Regions from separate parts of the Zea mays genome. Here regions 2 and 3 are each linked to region 1. Evidence: chromatin contacts called from public Hi-C data. All regions are on one chromosome and are shown on one strand. The core of a region is the stretch at or near the end of the contact, and the rest is flanking DNA. Distances in the headings are between cores, read along the strand shown. Region 1 holds the start of LOC100192805. Region 2 holds the start of LOC100273311. Region 3 holds the start of LOC100383445 (CPP transcription factor).

What was found. A called contact is a pair of places that touch in the nucleus more often than the background predicts.
Region 2: a contact with region 1 is called in a Hi-C map of leaf, with 6 times the contacts expected there. The contact joins the promoter of LOC100273311 here to the promoter of LOC100192805 in region 1. A contact is called at or near these places in 2 of 25 Hi-C or Micro-C datasets (endosperm and leaf).
Region 3: a contact with region 1 is called in a Hi-C map of endosperm, with 2.6 times the contacts expected there. The contact joins the promoter of LOC100383445 here to the promoter of LOC100192805 in region 1. A contact is called at or near these places in 2 of 25 Hi-C or Micro-C datasets (endosperm and tassel).

What each region holds. Positions count from the first base shown.
Region 1 is chr3:200,020,026-200,024,864 of Zm-B73-REFERENCE-NAM-5.0, forward strand. LOC100192805 reads left to right here and starts at 2,397. Exons shown (of 8, transcript NM_001137998.1): 1 at 2,397-2,498; 2 at 2,587-2,669; 3 at 2,768-2,806; 4 at 2,877-2,929; 5 at 3,037-3,100; 6 at 3,193-3,235; 7 at 3,328-3,375. The coding sequence starts at 2,418. It also overlaps the pseudogene LOC100382714.
Region 2 is chr3:200,400,534-200,405,372 of Zm-B73-REFERENCE-NAM-5.0, forward strand. LOC100273311 reads left to right here and starts at 2,168. Exons shown (of 12, transcript NM_001147752.1): 1 at 2,168-2,454; 2 at 2,593-2,664; 3 at 2,775-2,836; 4 at 3,595-3,678; 5 at 3,871-3,970; 6 at 4,052-4,172; 7 at 4,318-4,481; 8 at 4,578-4,715. The coding sequence starts at 2,239.
Region 3 is chr3:200,323,319-200,328,157 of Zm-B73-REFERENCE-NAM-5.0, forward strand. It overlaps LOC100383445 (CPP transcription factor), which reads left to right and starts at 2,388. Exons shown (of 8, transcript NM_001176095.1): 1 at 2,388-3,003; 2 at 3,357-3,461. The coding sequence starts at 2,624.

The DNA.
Region 1 (4,839 bases), core at 1,147-3,646:
CAGAGAACTCATATTCGTCCTCCACCACCTGGTGCGCTCTGCAAACGATGTCCAGGTCCTGCGCGCGGCGGCAGTCCGTCGCGACGTCGGCGCGGAAGGTGCAGGACACGTATCGATCCTTGTTGTCCGCCCACTCTCTGTCCTCCATGGAAGAAGGGTCGGACCAGAGCAGGTCACAGAGGAGACCCCGGTCGGCCACATCGCAGGGCCTGGATAGGCGGCAGATTTGGTCCAGGTTGGCCGCGATGGGAATAGTTAGCTGGTGATGCAGTGGACGAGGGCAAGGACCTCGGACGGCGTCTCTCGAGCTGTGACGCGGCGGCGACGACACGGACGGCTCCTTGGCGATCTGCTGCAGGTCGAGGTCATCATCCGAGCCCGTGGACACCACCCCCGCAACGTCGTCGTGGACGGGAGGCGGATGGCTTGCCTCGCGGTACGGCTCGTAGACGACGGGTAGAGGAGGCAGTGGGCTCACCGCGTCACGGTACGGCTCGTCCACCTCCTCAGCTTGCAGCTGCTGCAGCCTGGCGAAGCGCAGGTCGAGTCGAGCATCCATCTCGTCGTAGCCGGAGGGTTCCTCGTAGCCGGAGGATTCGGCGGTCACAAACACGGAGTCATCCGCGGCTCCAGAGTTGGCGCGGGCCGGCGCGGTGTCGATGCTGGGCTCGTCGGTGGAGGCAACGGGGAGGACGAATCTCGTGGGGTTGTCTGACGGAGCGACGTCCTCGCCATAGAAGAATCCGCCCCAGTTGTCGACGACGACGGATGGCCTAGTGCGGTACTGCTCGCCGTCGTCAAAGCACCCGCCCCAATTGTCTGCGATGACCGCGACCGGGGTGGGCGGCGCACTGGCAGACGCGTCGGAGGAGTGGTTGATGCTGAGCGAGGTGGGCGGGAGGTCGATGTACGCGGCGGACGAGAAGCGCCGGTCCCAGCGAATCTCTAGCTCGTCGAACCGCCGGTTGAACTCATCGAGGATGAGCTTGAAATCGAGAGACATGGCGTTGACAAATTGAAACCGAGGATCGAACGAATCTGATACCAATTGTTACAACTACGGTCTACTTGGGAATGGAGTAAGAAGGAAATCAGAGAGAGCAGAGGTAGGAGAAGAACAGATGTGATTTCTAGAGAATAATTGTTTGTTCAGTTGTTCGATGTACCAGGATCTTGACGGCGCGCGTACTTATTCAGCGCCACAGCCCAACACAGACACACGCAACCTTTACACGCTATTCTGGGCCAAGACGAAGCGGACTGTGGGCCTTTGGATGCGTTACATTTGCTCGGCCTCTTGCACACTGGTATTTTGCACAACAGAAACTATCGCCGGACTTTGAAAGTATCTTCATCAGCTACTTGCTCGTCTTGGTCCAGCTTCCTTGTTGAGACAGTGACAGTGGCTCATGGTTCAGATGGCGGGCTGCTGACAGGAAAGCACTTAGATCTCCATGGATGATTGTAACCTATGAAATAGCCTTTTCAGTCTCCACTAAATTACACCAGATCTTGATAAAAGCAAAGCATATGGGTAAGCTTCAAACCTCTTCCCTTGTGGCTTCTGTAATTTCTTGGCATTCATCTAAACTACAATCTACACGATCAATCCTTCCAGCAAGATGTTTCTTTGCAACCTGATATGAAAATATTTCACATAAACAGATTACCAGATGTGACAATAAGAACCAGAACTGTTAGAGGAGGTATTGTCATAGAATTATATTGTATTGCATTGAGCCCCATGGGCTGATTATATACAATGCACAGGACTAACACCCTACGTTAAAAGGCAATGCGGTATAATTCATATCTAGATACTAGGTGAGTGCCCGTGCGTTGCAACATAGACATATAATACATAAGTTACCGTGATATTATATGTCCCCGTTGCAACGCATGAGCACTCACCTATATGTACATAAGTTATTATATGGTTCCGTCGCAACGCACGGGCACCCACCTAGTTATATCATATGTCTATGTTTTATAGGTCCGTGTCTACAATTTATAATTTATGGGCCAATGACAAATTAACGAAGCCTACCGCAGATCCGAAGATTGTAAATCGCTTTCTGGATCCTTGCCGTTGTTGAGCTGCGTCTGTGTTGGTGTGGCAGTGCCGCCGTGCTACAGTTGGGGGCTGCTCGGGCCTCGGAGAAGATCAACGCTAGTGGGCCCGAATTTAGGTTGCAGAGAGAATTTCTCGGAGCATTGAACTTGTCGTCTACGGCCCATTTCACGTAATTCCTGATAAAGTATATAATATGCCAATCTGGGATCGGACGAGTACGATGCAGCCACGTTTTCCAGTCGTAGCGTGAAAGGTTTTAAGGGCAAAAGCCCTCGGAGCGTCACTGGGAGAAGAGAAACGCCCGGCGGCGCGAAGCGGAGGGTGAGAATATCGGAGTTCGGCGATGTCGAAGCGGCAGGGACCGCCGAAACACCAGAACCGCTACGCGTGGAAGCCGAACCTTGGTCAGAAGATCAACGAAACCGTAAGCTCTCCTCCCATCGCCTTCGCCCCTTCCCCATAGTTCTGGATGTTCATTCAAATCTCACCGTTGCAAACCTTCGACGCCGCAGGAGCCCGGGGGCAGGTTCCGACCTCTGTCAGAAATCACCGGCGTCTGTCAGCGCTGCCGGGATCAAATCGACTGGAAACGCAGGTGGGGAATTGTCATCCCTCATCGGTTGTCTAAGCTCATTTAGCTAGTGTGTAGCTTCGATTGTCTCCTAGGCCCAATTCGTTTGTTTGTTTTTGTAGATACGGAAAATACAAGCCCATTGTTGAGCCAGCAAAATGGTAAATCTCTTTCCCTGTTTAGCACGTATACTGAGCAGCGAGAGAGGTGACGCGTTTTTTGGTTTGGCAGCCAGAAGTGTAATAAGCGAAACGTCCGGCAAGCATACCATAACGTATGCAGAGGTGAATTTTGGCCACTCAATCTCTTGTGTCACTAGGCCTGGTTGTTACTTGTTAAACATTGATAGGTTGGATTGTTACTGATCCGGGTTTGCTGCTGCTTAATGCAGATTGCTCCAAGGACCTCGGCATATGTGCTAAGTGCTGCACATGTGTTAATGAGCTTGTCGGAAGGTGTGATTCCTGCTGTGCATTCCAGTTCTAAACTTGTAGCTGTATCGAAATGCATAATATCTTTAGTTTTATTAATTTTTAATTCTATTTAGGGATGCGAATGAGGAGGAAAGTGAACGCAAGTCACTAGAAGAGGTTTGATTCTGTTATATTTGGAAGTTGGAACTAGATTGCTATATGAACCTAGTAGAACAGTATTGTTTTGCGCTGATCACTGAAGCTTTCAGGCTGTCAGAGGTGCTAGGGAGAGGGAACGACGTACACTTCTTCGTATTGTGAGTACTGTTTTTCAACTTTTCACACTGAACAAACTTTTGTTCGTATGCACTTGCCTCTATAATTAGTAGTCTTCGTGATGCAGAAACTGAATTAACATAAGACTTTGGAGCCACGAATCTGAAAAGGAAATTGTTTTTTTCATTGTTACTGTTTGATAAACTTTGGGTCCTTTACCTATAGTTCCCTCTTAAGACTATGGAGATGGATCTGAAAAGGAAATTGTGTTTTTTATTACTGTTTGATAAACTCTGGGTCCTTTACTTATTTCATGGATATCTGATACTTACAGTTGTGTTTCCGAATTTTGCATCTATATTTTTCATTCTTGTTTTTTTTTTGCAAAATCTGCTGGTATTTATATCTTGAGAAAATTCCAAACATTTGTATCACCCTTGGTTGTACAAAATATATATAACCTTTGCTCCAGAGCTACACTGTGGAATTTGAGCTAGGGTCCTGTTTTGGCAAGGTTCCAGTTCCATCCAGTGAAACCTTACGATACAATGAAAACTGAAAAGCCAATGCAACAATGCTATATCGACCTAGGCTATATGGAATATTGATACTGACTTGTTGGTGGAGACCGGAGAATTAACAGTTATGTTTGATCTGACCTTTGATCTGCTATATCTTAGTTTAAAACTTCAGTATTTTCTCACTGTTGCCAATTGAATAATTTTTCTCAAGTGTATTCTGATACACAATCAATTCCCATTGTTTGGGCAATTTTATCTGTACTCTTCTAAGACTGTCTCCAGCAGCGTCCCCTAAATTTCATCCACTAAAGGAATATTCTCTGTCCTTTACAGAACACTCTAAAAGATTCTGTCCTCTATATATTCTCCGTCTCTAGCAGCGTCCTCTAAATTCCGTCCCTAAAGCTACAGTGTTAACAGATTCACATTTTCCATTTCTTTTTCATTTTTCTATGTTTTCTCGGCATTCAACGCTGCAAAAATGATACGTAAAAATTGTATTTATTAATTTTGAAATTAATAAATTCGAATCCTTGCTTACGGTATTCCGGCTGATGCCGTTGACGAATACGTACGCATTGGTGAATCTACTGCTCATGAGGCATTGAAACACTTTTGCACGGCCGTCCAAACCGCGTTTGCTCCGTATTATCTCCGTGCACCAAATGCAGAAGATATCGCACGCCTTCTCCAAGTTGGCGAGTCACGTGGGTTTCCTGGTATGCTTGGTAGTGTTGATTGCATGCACTGGGAGTGGCGTAACTGCCCAAGTTCATGGAAGGGCATGTTTACAGGGCGTGGTAAACATCCTACCATGATCTTGGAAGTTGTTGCGTCGTATGACCTGTGGATATGGCATGCATATTTTGGTCTGCCAGGTAGTTGCAACGACATAAACGTTCTTCACCTTTCAAACCTTTTCGAAAGACATCTGATCCATGCTTAAGATCATTATCTCCTCTTCCTTGTCCTCCTTTAGTTTCT
Region 2 (4,839 bases), core at 918-3,417, 380 kb after region 1:
CGCCGCCGTTAACTTCAGAACATGTATCGACATTCACAAGGTGCATAGATGTAGTGGGAAATATATTGTATGACTTCATTATTTCTCTGACTAACTGATTATGTTGTAGTGGGAAAGAATGTCTTTAATTATCCAGTAAGCAACACTTGGTTTGCCGCCAAATTCTATTGGTTCCTTGTTCTTTGCATGCACGAACAGTGAAGCATGTCAAATTGTAAGATGTTTCGGAAGCAAGCAACTCAAGGTTAAATGATTAGCTTAGCTAAAGTGTTTGCCTTGTGTGCAAGGAGGTGCTATTTTTAGTGATCTCATCATCTAAACTTTGCGTGCGTTGTGCTAATTTGGTTCACTGATTTTCTTTATTTTTAAGCAATCAAGCTTAAATGATTAGCTTCTACCGAAGATCTAAAATTATGTATTTCCTTTTCCTTTTTTCTCAGCAATTTTCCCTCTTCTCGACTCTGATAGCTTATAAATCTGTTTAGTTCCAAACCCCATTTCCACTGAAATATGCTTACCATATGGGCACAATGTTTCTCCACAATAAATGGTCCAAGAATCCAGGATTATTCCAATGCCAATGCTATGTAGCTTGCACTTGCACATAGAAGGCAATAGGGGATAATGGGGTGCTTGCTCTTTTAACATTGGTTCTTGATATGGAGGGAGTAGCCTGGTTGGCTGGTTTACTGCATCGAACAACTTGCACTTGCACATACCTATATATCTTTTAATGTATGCAAATCTTCTTAACCTTTAAAAGATACTAACAAGAAGGTATAACGATAATTAATGTTTATATATCTCAATATATTTTATCATTATATGTTGACTCTGTAGCAACGCACGGGTATACACCTAGTTTTAATTAGGCCACTAGCGACACAGGCGCCTCTCGTCCACCGTATCTCCCGCGTTGGCACCAACCTGATCCTTCAGAACAGCAGCACCAGCCCCTGCGACTCTGCGAGTCGACCGTGGCGTACGCGCCTATCGACGCCGCGGTCCTGCGGCTTGTGATCGATGGGCACGACTCCAGCGCCGTGGCCGTGCTGCCGGACGGGCTGGAGGCCGAGCCGGCGCGGCGGTGATCGCGTCGAGGAAGGATAAGGAGGACAGGACGGCGGTGCAGTTCGCCGGGTCGCTGGCCACCCTGGCGTTCTAGGTGCTGGCTAGCTCGTCGGCGACGGGCCGGTGATGCGCTCCCGACGAATGCGGTGGAGGTCGTAACGGGCCTGGTGACCTGCACGCTGGGCAAGCGGGCAGCATCAAGAAAGCGCTGATGAGATGTGAGGATTGTTGATCATTTGATCTGCCGGAGGATGCGAACTGTGGTACATATACCTGGAACAAATATAGTTGCAAATTCTGTGCAGTTAAACATATACCTGGAACACGTTGAATCGATCGTGTGACGACTCTAACTGACGATGTACAGCCACCGTACCCGTTTCCTGTACAGATACGGCCGCCGCATCGTCGTAGGCACGTCGTCGTTGTCGATCTCCCAATCATGTGTACCACTTGCGCACGGTTGGATTGGATCAGTGTTCACCAAAAAATTTGTGCCGGCACGCGGCACACACCACAACAACAAACTGCATATCATGGAGGTCACCTTTGCCAACACGTCACGCTTTGCCCGGCTGGTGCGGTGGTGCGGATCAGATAAATGCATCCGTAGCTTATAAAAATGGTGATAGTGTTTTTTCTTCCTGAAAATAGAAATCTAGTTTTGTGATAAACAAATAATTTTTAATTTAACTATTTATAGACATAGTTTGTTTTTAAGAGAAAAAGCTAAAATGCCATAAAATTTGAGAATTAAGACAGTACTGCTTATGATAAGCAAATTTAAACTCAGAATATATTTATATAAAAAAATATTGATATGAGATTGACCAAGCGCTTAGCGCACACGAGAATACGTACAGAAGTGTCCTTCTGCCACGCCAGTCCACATCTCCACGGCCACCGGCAGACGGCACCGAACAAGGGACACACGCGCTCGTAGGCAGTAGGCACGCACACGCCGCCACGTCGCAGCCACGAGCCCACGCCACGAGGCCACGACCCCAAAAACAGCCGTCCACGTCGCTTCCCCGGTCCGGCGACCGCGCCCGCTGTTTTATACGCGACCCGGCGGCCGCACCCGGCTTGCGCACGCCGTTCACGTCCCCCGGCCCCCGCTCTCGTTTCCCCCGCCCGCACCAGGCACGCTCACGCGCTGCGCACCGGATGGCCCCTGCTAACGTGCGCGCGGCGCAGGCGCAGGCCCCCAGCGCCGACCGCAGGTTAAGTACGCTAGTGGGGCACCTGCTGCCTTCCTCCCCACGAAGAGCAGCAGCAGACACCTCCGCCACCTCCACCCTCGAATCGTTCCCCACCATGGCGTCGCAGGGATCCTCCGTCTTCGCCGCACTCGAGCAGGCCCCGGAGGACCCCATCCTCGGAGTAAGTCCGTCTCCCCAGTCCTTTTTAGCTTCCTTTCCCACGGTGATCTGGTTGTCGCTATCGGTCGCGCGGTTTCGATGCGATCGCGGCCTCGTGGGTTTGCTCTGGCTGATCAGTGTTCGTTTGGTTTCTGGGCAGGTGACCGTTGCCTACAACAAGGATCCCAGCCCCGTGAAGGTCAACCTCGGGGTCGGCGCCTACCGGACCGAGGTAAGATGAGTTTGGGGATTTGCTATGAACCTTCTAATTCCCCTTCTGTTTTTTTATTAGTTGGATTGGAGATGGATTTGACGCTCCTGTTCCTATTCTGATCTCTGCAGGAAGGGAAGCCCCTAGTGCTGAACGTGGTCAGGCGCGCCGAGCAAATGTTGATCAATAATCCGTAAGTGTCATGTGAAATCCATATGACCCGCTTGATTTCGTGATCGTGCCTCTGTGGTTATTGAACTTTCAGGCTTAAAGCTCCTGCCCTCAGCCCAAGTGGAAACGGAAGGGGATTTAGATAGTTGCTGGATCTAAAATCTGGATAACACGCCTCTTAATTTGACTAATACTTTCATTCGCATCCATAATAATTATTGACTTGTCCTCTGTAATTGTAGGTGACCTTTCTGTTCAATACTAGTTTTTAAATAAATTTTCTTCTACGTTTAGGACTAGTCTTTTTTTTGCGACTGTATCTGCTCTGTCCCACTGCCGTCTAAGATTCTCTTCTGTAGTCGACCTTCAATTGCTTTCCCTCCTTTCTTTTTTGTGGTACCTGAAAAATTGACCTTCGTTTTGTCTGTGGGGGGAATGGTTTGTCGTTTGCAAGCACTGCCATACTCCCTCTGTCCAAATTTTCTTAAGTTTGAATTGATAGAAAATATTTTCAAATGAGTTTATTATAAAACTAGATTCGAAGGTTGATACTAATTATATATCATAATTATTATATATATATATATATATATGTATGTATATAATTGGTCATATTATACATTGATTACGACTGACTTCTGGGAAAGCGAGAGAAGATAAAAAGGGACGTATGAAGTATGTCTCGTGTGTGTACAAGCCACTGATGCGAAAAAACTGTTGGTGTGGAAGTTTATGATACTTGAAGCTGTATTTTAGACACATTTTTCTTCTTATTTCTAGGTCACGTGTCAAGGAGTACCTACCAATCACCGGTCTGGCTGAATTCAATAAGCTGAGCGCTAAGCTTATCTTTGGCGCTGACAGGTATTCTCTGTTTGACTGGTTTACCCATTTTCCTCATTTGTGGGTCAACTGTTCCTAATGGTGATGTTGTCAACTGTGAATTCTTAGTGTTGAAGTTTCATTACATAAAAATAAGTTCCCTAGCTACTGGTTCTGGTTTATTCAGGTTTTATTACTTCATTAGGGAGCTGATTTTTTTTTTGAATCGAATAGCCCTGCTATTCAGGAGAATAGGGTTGCTACCGTGCAGTGCCTATCGGGTACTGGTTCTTTAAGAGTCGGAGGTGAATTTCTTGCAAGGCACTATCACGAGGTTAAACTTTTCTTGCTCCTATCTGTTTTGCTGCTTCCTGATTATAATGCATGACTGCTAAATCATACAAATATATTCCAGCGCACTATCTACATCCCACAACCAACCTGGGGAAATCACCCAAAAGTCTTCACCCTATCTGGCTTGAACGTTAGGAGCTACCGCTATTATGATCCTGCAACATGCAGCCTTCACTTCGAAGGTATGGATTTCATTTTCATGCTAGATCTATTAGATATGCTATAATAATGTGAGTATGCTAGTCAAATTGACAACTGTGTTATATTTTTTTATATTCGTTAATTTTTTTATGGCTGTCATTGACCAAATTTTGTGTTGCTTTGCAGGACTCCTGGAAGACCTCGGTTCTGCTCCTTCAGGTTCAATTGTACTGCTGCATGCCTGTGCTCACAACCCTACTGGAGTAGATCCTACCATCGAACAGTGGGAACAGATTAGGCAGCTGATGAGATCAAAATCACTGCTTCCGTTCTTTGACAGTGCCTATCAAGTATGCAGATGTGCAGAGCAAAAGTGACTTGACATTGCAAAAAACACATCTGGATCCTATACACTCATCATTCACATTTTTTTGTTAACCTGACAGGGCTTTGCAAGTGGAAGTCTTGACAAAGATGCTCAGTCAGTGCGTATGTTTGTTGCTGATGGTGGTGAACTTCTCATGGCTCAGAGCTACGCTAAGAACATGGGATTGTATGGAGAGCGTGTTGGCGCTTTGAGCATTGTAAGATACCTTCACTCTTGTTCTTGTTGATTTCACTTCCGATCATCAGGAAATCAAGGTTGTTGGCATCTTCCTCTGGTGTTCAGATATATTCCTATGTTTACCATCCAACTTGTGAGCTTAA
Region 3 (4,839 bases), core at 1,138-3,637, 300 kb after region 1:
GGCCCATGGGCCGGCCCGGCACAACCCGAAATTCAAACGGACCGGGCCGGCCCGAAATTCAAATAATACGGGCCTTTTCGAGCTTGGGTCGGGCCGGACGGCCCGAATGTACACCTATAATAGGGCTCACTCTCTCGGGTTCTAAATATAGTACCCTATATACGGGAGCCTTATACTCATTTTGTATACTATTTCTAATATTTTATTTCCTAATAATATAGTTTATTTCTTAATAATATGCTATAGGGCTCAACTGCTGGAGATGCAAACATTTTTGTGACAGTAAACACTTTAAATCATGTCTTATTTTAATTTTGAGAACTCAAATATATGACTTCGTGTTGGAGTTGCTCCAACATGACTTATAAAAATGTCATATAATTTAAAAATAAGTATATTTTTAATAGAATTTAGGGCACAAATAAAACATTCCATTCGAACAATCTAACTTCAAATCTATATTATAGGGTAGCCCACTATAGTGTAGTATATTTGAGGCACTTGAGAGTTGCCTATTATTTTTTGACTAAATTTTATGAAATGTGACATTGTTAGAGTAGTTTCTTTTTTTGCGTAGAGCCTTATACTTCAATTTGAGACACTCATTTAAGATATTGTTGGAGATTCTATTAGCTGTTAGAACTTAGAAGCGGGTTCTTACTATGAGACCAAAAGCCACTAAACACGGGGACAGGCACCGTGTAAACGAGGTTCCATTTTTTTTTCGGGAAGTACTCCACGGTTAAGGCTAGAAAACAGAATTTGTACTATAGATTACAATGTATATAAATAAAAATTGAAATAGAAGATAAAATAAGAAATTACATATAATAACTGATGGATAGCGCTTAGCGACAGAACATATTGTGCCCCAGAGCTAAGGATGTAAATGGTCGGTAAAATTCGGTAAATTTCTGGTACCGTTTATCGGTTTTTCCCGACCGTTTTCAGATTTATCATGATATACGAAAAACGGGACGAAAACGGAAAACGATGCGGTAAACGGTGAGACATGTTTACCGTTCGTTTACGAATTTCTCGGAAAAAACCGGTATTTCCCGTATTTTAACCGTATTTTTCCGGTCCACAAAACAACCAAGGAGGCAAGAACTATACCCGTTAGGGTTTAGGGTTTCATATGTCATAGAAGATATATCAAGTGATCCAGACGACATGCCACATGATTTCTAGTTTATGTATCGTGTGTTTAAGATTTATATACTATGTGGTTAAAACTTCAGTGAACATGTATGATCATTTATGTGTGGTCATGACTATGTATTGTGTATTTGTGTGGTTGAGACTTGTATGTGGATGTGAATGAACAATCGTGTTTAAAGACTTATGTGTTGTGTGTTAAAATTTGAGAGTGGATATGTATGAGTGTATGACCAATTATATGTGGACAAGATTGTGTTTTGTGTATTTTTGTGAACGAGACTCGTACGTGGATGTGAATGAATAACTGTGTGGTCAGAATTTGTTTATTGTGAGCTTTTCCGATTACAGTTATCGTTTTCCGATCAATTTCGAGTTATTTTGCTCGGATTTATCCGTTTTCGATATACCGGAATTTATAGGTCGTTATTCGTTTCCGATTTTTCCGTTCCGACCGAACAAAAAATTATACGGGTAAAAACGATGAGAGTTTTTTTTTCAGAACATTACCGACCGTTTTCACCCTTAGACTATCCGCAACCGTTACCCCTAAATTTTTCCCCCTATATCACTTTTCCCCCCTATTTTTTCCCCTATTGTTTCATCTCCCGCAGCGGTTCCCCCTAAATACTCCCCCTATACCCCACTACCACTATAAAATATCATTTTCTATACCAACTATCAATTTTTTATCTACTAACAATTACTCGTGGACCCACAGCACAGTGTTTAGGGTGATGAACAGTGACACGCCAGATTGAGGGGGAGAGAGAGGAGGACGGCGGGCTAGGGGGCGGTGCAGGGGGCACCGCTGCGCGCGTGGAGCGCCCCCTGCACGCGCCATGCAAGGGGAGGGGGCAGCGTAGGGGCTGCCGTTGCGCACAGCCTTACACAAACCTGCCGCTTCTATTGCGCCCTCGCATCGACTGCGCAGCCTCACCGGATCCTCGTCCTTGTGGCCCACGTGTCAGCAGGGGACGCCGCGTGAGGTGAACAATTCCGAACCCGTCGAATCGAACGGCGAGCGGACCAACAAGCGAACATCTATGAATTTGAGCCGCAGGATGCTGCCCAGCCACGCCGCCGCCGTCGGATGGCGGGGCGCCTCTCGGATCTGGCCGTAGAATATATATGAATTCGATTTCGAAAGGAAAGGGTGGGAGAGAAAGAAAAGGGGAGAGGTGGCAAAAGGGAGGGGGACTGGGCGAGTCGAGAGCAGCAGGGAGAGAGGGAAAATCCACTAATCCCCCACCCAAGCTCAAAACCCGCCATAAACACGCGTCGGAGCTTGTGGCGAGCGCCGCCACCCTGCACTCGGCTGCGGGGCCTCCGCCCCCTTCGATCTGTAGCCGGCCGCGGCGATCCCGCAGCGGCCCCCCGCGGCTGCCGCGAATTGGTTTTGTGTTACGTTACCGGTGGGCGGTGGGCGGAGGCGTTTTGATCCTGTAGCTGCCGGCTTGAGTAGATGGAGGGCAATGAACAGGGCTGTGGAGGGCTGCCGCAAAGGCCTCCCGTGCTCGGTGCGTCCATGCAACCGCCGATTAAGAAGCTGGTAAGGCAGCTCGACTTCAACTCGGCGGCATTGGCGGGAAACCCCGCGATGGCGGTGGCCGCCGCCGCCGTATCTAGGGTTCTGCAGCCGAAGGCGTCGTCCGTGGGGTTCCAGCATCCGCAGCACGTGGGGGCTGCCATGCCGATGGGAGTACCGCAGCAGCTGCACCAGCGTGTGCTGCCGGTGATGCGCCTGCATCAGGTGGTGGGGCATGTGCCGCTGGCGGTCTCTGTACCGCAGCTTCGTCCGGTGCCGCCGCAGCCAGTCCAGCGCCCCCCGGTCGCCGTTCCCTTGTGAGTGTCCCCGTTCTGAGATTTAGAAGTTTTGAAACTTCCGCCTCTCTGTTTGGTACGGGCTTCGTTTTGCTCGATGACCGAGCCCGTTGTCGTCTTGATCCATACGCTGAACATGGGATCGTTCGATTTCCTGAGCCTCACCACGAGGCAGTTCCCAAATTTTAGTGTGGCCTTGTCATTCCTCGGAAAAGAAGGCACATATTTGCGTTAGATGAGCTTATTGATCTTAAACTAACAATTCTATGAAATTTTCAGTGCATCCTCCCTGCCGAAGATCCAAATATTTCAAGTTCTCTCTTTAAAATTTGCATCTTGCTCGTGTTCTAATTGTGCTTTGGGACCTTGTGTAGGAAACCAGAGTCACCAAAACTACGGGCAAGACTGTACGAAGGGAAAGATAGTACTCCCACGAAGAAGAAGTGCTGCAACTGCAGGAATTCCAAATGTCTGAAGTTGTAAGTCAGATTCTATCATTAGCTTGAGAAAAATAAAATATGGCAAAGGACGTTTTCTTATGTGGACAGTGTTATCTTTTTATCAATATGGATTCTTTGACTTGACGTAGAAGAGTCAATGAGCTGGAGTGTTGTATAGATAGTCAAAATATGCTTATCATTCCTGGACGGAGGGTTTATGCTTATTTAATATTTATATGGCATTATAGACGTGGATCTGCTTTAGCTATGACATTATCACCGAAACTTCTTCATGATTTCCAAATAAATAAACTTCACTCAAATGGTACGTAGGGGGTGCTTGATTTCTAAGGACTAATTTTTAGTCACTCCATTTTAGTCTTTAAATTGCTAAACACGGAAATTAAAACTCTATTTTAGTTTCCGTATTTGGCAATTTAGGGACTAAAATGGAATAAAAGGGGGGACTAAAATTAGTCCCTAGAAACCAAACACCCCCTTAGACTAGAATTATAAGCTAAGTAATACACTCACAGACAACAAAGAACTTATGTTGTTTGATTATTCATTAAGTAAATACCACTATACCAGTGTTCTTAAGGTGTCGCCTAGGCGTCCAGGCGCTCGGAGAATACTTGGCGCCTTGCCCGCCTAGGCGCTAAGGTGGTGATCCCATTTGCTTGCTCGCCTTACCGCCGTAAGAACACTGGTAGATACATACATGTACATGTATGTTAGATGAGTACTAGTAATCGGAATATGAATAATTCCAGTAATCTTTCCAACACCCTTTCAATCCTTCATATTATCTCCAAAACCCTAATTTATGATTCTCTGCATACCTTTAAAAATCTATACAGCGTGTCATAGTTCTTAAGGCGGTAAGGCGAGACAAGGCGATGGGCCACCGCCTGGACGCCTAGGCGACGCCTAGGCGCTTACTAAGGCGAGCAAGGCGACGCCTTACCAATTAAATAAAAGACAGAACAACAATATATATGAGGAAGAAAAAGAAAAAGGGAGAAAGAAAAAAAAGAAGAAAGGGGTAGAAGAGATGGCCCAGCCCACCAGGCAGGCAACCCATTTATCCTACGGTTAGGGTTGCTCCCATCTCACTGTCGCCGCTCATCCACAACCATGCATCGCTGCTCCTTCTCCCCCAAGCTCGGCAGCGCTCCCCCGAGTCTCAGCACCGCCGCTCCCCCGAGCTCTCTGCGCCGCCGCTCCCCCGAGCTCGGCACTCCCCCGAGTTCTGTGCCGCCGATCCCGCTCCCCAAAGTCTCTGCTAGGCTTCTTCCCCCTCCCCTCTTGCCAACTCTTGGCTAGGCGACGGGGACGCCTAGACTTTTTGGCTGCCTGGACGCCTAGGCGACGCCTTTGAAACCAGGCAGTGTGTCATTGTTTTGATCTCCACGTT